Regions from separate parts of the Bombyx mori genome. Here region 2 is linked to region 1. A link is a contact called in public Hi-C data. All regions are on one chromosome and are shown on one strand. Each heading gives the region's core, a stretch centred on a gene start, on an enhancer-like site or on the middle of the called end of the contact. The rest is flanking DNA. Distances are from core to core; before and after follow the strand shown. Region 1 overlaps LOC101737516 (lysine-specific demethylase 3A). Region 2 holds the start of LOC692945 (kazal-type proteinase inhibitor).

The links. A called contact is a pair of places that touch in the nucleus more often than the background predicts.
Region 2: a contact with region 1 is called in a Hi-C map of middle silk gland, with 2.0 times the contacts expected there. The contact joins the promoter of LOC692945 here to the enhancer-like site in region 1. A contact is called at or near these places in 7 of 7 Hi-C or Micro-C datasets (middle silk gland, midgut, posterior silk gland and 2 more).

What each region holds. Positions count from the first base shown.
Region 1 is chr23:11,110,725-11,113,424 of ASM3026992v2, reverse strand. All of the region lies in intron 3 of LOC101737516 (lysine-specific demethylase 3A), which reads right to left. Among protein-coding and RNA genes, the nearest start is that of LOC134201095, 17 kb to the right of the region's middle. Within about 2 kb of position 1,339, at least 2 of the 8 cell types and tissues checked have open chromatin away from gene starts, as enhancers often do.
Region 2 is chr23:11,231,110-11,233,809 of ASM3026992v2, reverse strand. It overlaps LOC692945 (kazal-type proteinase inhibitor), which reads right to left and starts at 1,312. Exons shown (of 3, transcript NM_001046785.1): 1 at 1,262-1,312. The coding sequence starts at 1,289.

The DNA.
Region 1 (2,700 bases), core at 90-2,589:
GCTGTACCCGTCCGCTTCGCTGGGCATTTAAAATTTACATTATTATTTCTCACCCCCATAAAGATTCTCATCATTAACGCCCCCGCAACTGGTATAGGGAGTCCAACACTCATATAAATATTAGCCTATCCATTAAGTACATGTATTTTCTACATGGATACCAAGTTTCAAGTCAATTGGATGCATGGTTCAGTAGTTATAACGGAACATCCGTAAAAAACACTGTAGATTTATATATTAGTATAGATTAGTATAGATTTACTTTTTACACAGCCCAATCCGTACTTAATAATTCAGACTGACGTTAATACATTTCAAGACATTTATTTAGATAATAATTTACCTTTCAGACATAATTAAACAGCATAAATTATTTAAAACAAGTGTTCGTATTCTTTTAATAAACGAAAGTTGAAATAATGAAAAGCAAAGTTGAGAACTTGCTTTTTGAACTGATATAAAGCAAGTCGTCAAAGGGAGAGAAAAAATAGGTGGAGCTGACTGGAACACGGCTGGCTGGCGATGAAAGGAAATTTAACGTTAATGAACATCCCTCCTCGTAATAACATTTCGTTCAGACTACTGAAGCGCTTGTACATAGTCTTACATAGAGAATATTAAATTACTCTTAGTAGAAGACTTACGTAATAAACTTTCCACTCAAATAACTTCAAGCTTTAATAACAAAACAAAATGTGTGTTTATTTGTGTATATACTTCGTTTCGTCGGAACATTAGACGATGAAAATATGAAGTATAAATAACTCTCGTATAAAAGTACCCTAAAGTGTAGTACTATAAATATACAGTGTTTTCTCTTTGCGAAATAAAAAGTGATCAATCATATTATATTATCGTGAACACGATATTGTGGAGTTTATCATGAATTATTGAAGAATGAGAATTCAGAGAACTCAGCTATTATGCTGAAAATAGTTTTTCAATGATTCAATTATGTGGAAAAACTGCCTACGCACATTTTCGTGTGATAGAAATTCACAACAAAACATTCAATTTACGTCGAAGCCAAATATAGAAATGTACAATATAATTCTGTATAATAAAAAAGATTGATTTCAGTCATGAAATCGAACGTGTCAATTATTAAAATCATAACGACAGCCAATAGTTATACAGCTGTTTTATTAAATTCTTAATATTGTTAATACAATCACAATAACCAGGTAGAACAAACGAAAAGATCGGATACCGAATAGTGGCCGGATATCCGCTGCATCACCATAAATGTACCTATATAATAAAGGGGAGGTGCGGGTCGCGTGTAAGGGTGTGGGTGAAAATCAATAAAACGGGCGCGGCGGCTGGCATCAAAACATACCCTCACCTCCCGGCTCCCGTCTCCCGGGGAAACCCTCCCCGTGTTTGGCAGACACCGTCCTTGATCTCCCCACTTTGCCCGGGCGCGCAAGTTTGGATAAACACTCTGAACGTCTCAGTTGAAATTGGGTCGCTTGTGCGTTTTGCTTTTTAACATACCGGGGCCCTTTTATCTTTTTAGGTCTTTGATGTTTTCACTAAATAAGTATCTAAATGGGAGAACAATACTGTTTGTATATTCCACTTTAACACTTAAAATGTTTCGTTTCAGAAGTTCTCTTTGTTCTTTCTTGTCTTTAGTACAGAAGTAGAAGTAATAGTGTTCTGTGCTTCAGTAATAGCTGGGTTCATTCATTTTGGGTGGTGTTTTTATTTCCCCCTACGTAATCGTTTATTGCCTAAAAGGCTATTTCGACCGCGGACCGGTAACTGTTGTATCAAAATTTGCAAATTAGTATTATCAATGAAACAACGAAATTGGCAAAAAAAAAACTTTGAATTAAAGATGCATGAGAATTCACAGATGCTTTCGAAGGGGTGGAAATTTTCCACATGAACATATTCCATGTACTTATCGGAAAATTCCTCTGAACTTGAACTTCATTCTTACACCCACAGCTCTTTGATATTTGTGTTCAAGGAAATTTCAATAAGGAAATATATATATTTATATTTAATCGTTTTGTATTTATGTACATCTATGTAAATTTATTTTATACTATACTTGTTTTTTTTGTCAAGAATAAACATGTTGGAAATATTAAAAGGTTATTCAAACTTCTCTATTAATAACTGCTAGTAAAGAAAATCAGCCTTTGATTTTATTAGTACTGAGTAGATTTAGGTTATCAGTAATGTCGGCTGATTATATACATACATTACGATGTTCATTTATGATTAATTACTATTGATAAAGCCAGTTTGGCTTAGCTAAATAACATATATTTAACCTCTTCAGGGACGAATTTTTAAAGTAAAAAAAAAACAAAAATTTAATTTATTCTCTATGTGCGATTTATTTATTTCATATTGAAAACAATTCAATAACTACAAAAATTAACAAATATAGTGACTATTTATTAAAAAGAATATGTCCATTTATAAGTGGCCATTCAGTGTGAGAAAATAATTAAATAATAAAAAAAAACTACTATGTGCCCATGTCCCTGAAGAGGTTAATACAGTTTGATAATTCAGTACTGGATGCCTACTAAAAACCATACTATCTAAGAAATATTTCATATTTACCTAAAAAAACTGAAAGCCTAACGAGATATACAAAAAATATAACCGTCTTAATTTACCGCCATTTTTGGTTTGAACTCTGTTCTATGCAGGTCTGCCGTCTTATTATAATTAGTT
Region 2 (2,700 bases), core at 63-2,562, 120 kb before region 1:
GAACTGGGATAACGATACATTATTTTTAATTAATAATTCGGTTTGCTGTTAAAGCGTGTTCCCTTTTTGTTGTTTTTAAATTATATATTTTTAACAATCACCTAAAGAAATTCAATACTAAGCGAAAGAACATTTTTAAAATCTACGAAAATAGAACAATTAAATGTTCGTTTGATAATCACTTTTTAAATCCCTATTCATAACTACTAACATAAGTTGTTGGTTTTGACAAAATAATTTAAACGAAAATTAAATTAATAATTTAAGTATATTGATTATTTTATGTTTTACTGGTATAGGCCACAAGGTGTTAATACCACCGCTTGCTATGAGAGATGAGGTCGTTCACAATTTTATGAGTACCTAATTGCTGTCCCACCTTTCAAACCGGAGCGCGTAATTTTGGGGCAGAAATAGGCAGCATAGTGGTACCTACGGCATTAGTCATGAGTAAATTTGAGCACCTTACTGAACAAAGCTTACTGTTTATTTAAATCCAATTAAGAGTCTCCGGTCCCTCATGAGAGGTCCGCTTGATGCTTATTGAGAACATGAGCGCATTCATACGGTTTTTTTCATTGCATTGAAAGCAATTATTATGTACGTACTAACTGAGAGACTGAAAAAATGCGAACAAGGTACTGACGAAAACAGCAAAGTATTTTTTTCCTACCTAAGCTGATAGCCTTGAGAGGCTATTTCAGCGTAACCTTAACTAGTAGTTGAGCTCACGGGGTTCAAGCCTGACGTTGTTGCTAACACGAACCCTAGAAAAAGCCGTGCTTCGCAGAATCTACCACCCGATCGGAAGACGACCCACTGAGAAGATCCGGCGAGAAACTCAATGGGCTGTGTCTGTGGGTTAATTTACTCGTCGTGCTCTTCGTCGCAAGCGACGGGTTCGACGAGAACAATGACCGGTGCTTGAGGTACCTAAAGCACCGTTAGTGGACCGAGAGGATCCAAAATGACGTGTTTTGGGCGACGTCGACTACTTTTCATTCTGTCAGCAAAGTAATGAACCAATTTTAAATTTATAGTTTTTCTGGAAATGGAGTTCATTCTACGCAGAAATTTCAAATGAGAAACAAACAATGTATGTCCTTACGTTGAAATCAATAGAACATTTCATTGCAAAACTGTTGAATTAATTGTGGAAAAAAACTATAGCTCCGTTGCATAACGTAAAACACAAAAACAATTTAATTAGCACTATCACTAGGCAATTTTATGAACAAAAATAAGATAAATATAATCTTACCGAAAGCACAGAAAATAATGGTCTTCATATTGGAACGAAACTGATGAATTCGGTGGACCAACTTGCACTAGACTCCGCGAAGCTTGAATTCTCGGACCTTTTTATAACCTGTCCGAGTGTGGAGGAGGTACCAGCACCGATAATATCAAACAGACGAACAACTAGTGAACAAAATCATCATTCGCGTCCATTGCCATCTTTGTTGTATGGAATGGAATCGAAACAAAAAGGACAAGGTAGTGTATAGTGAATAAAGACTTTATCTCGTAGTTGAGGTCATCACTTAATACATAAATAAGATTATTTTAATGAACGTGGATTTATGAGCCAACTAACCAAATGGGGTTCATTGCTTCGTGTCATACAATCTGTATTTTTTATAAGTATAAACAATTTATTAGGTATTTTAAATATAGCATTAATCTATGTAAAAAAATATCAGTTTTTTAGAAAAAGTTTCATTTAAATTTGATAGATTTCGAGTTTTTTTTATTTTTTTTATTGCTTAGATGGCTGGACGTGCTCACAGCCCACCTGGTGTTAAGTGGTTACAGGAGCCCATACACATCTACAACGTAAACGCGCCACCCACCTCGAGATATAAGTTCTAAGGTCTCAGTAGTATAGTTACAACGGCTACCCCACCCTTCGAACCGAAACGCATTACTGCTTCACGGAGGAAATAGGCAGGGTGGTGGTACCTACCCGTGCGGACTCCCAAGAGGTCCTATCACCAGTAAAATCTCTTTACTATTAATTTTTCCTCCCTTAGAGTTAACACGTGATACCTACCTTTATATTTAAAATATGTCTAGTAGTATTAATGAAGCATTATTTTCATAGTAAGTTTTCAAAACCGTTGCGTGATGTACTTTTAATGCATACATTAAAGAAGTCATTAGAAAATGGCTAAATGACTGCAGTTGGACTTATTGTACAATCAATCTTACAGTTTAGTCTGTCTTCTGTCGTATAGATAAACCTTCGATCATCAATATTGTTGATCGAAGAGATAAACTGTAGTATAATACTGGTTAATAAAATTGGATTAATCGGTACCATTTTTTATTTTATTTTTATAGCTTAGATGGGTAGACGAGCTCACAGCCCACCTGGTGTTAAGTGGTTACTGGAGCCCATAGACATCCACAACGTAAATGCGCCACCCACCTTGAGATACAAGTTCTAAGGTCTCAAGTATAGTTACAACGGCTGCCCCACCCTTCAAACCGAAACGCATTACTGCTTCACGGCAGGAATAGGCAGGGAATATCTGATTTGAAGCAGATAAAACGCCATCGTATTCCTCGTAACGGGATCGGGATATCCTTGTTGTTAACTGTATTAAACTGTACTGTATAATATAGTCCTTTCGATGTGATTTACTTTGGTCGATTTTTCTTTTTAGTGATATCTGTTGATGAATAGCAGAACTAACA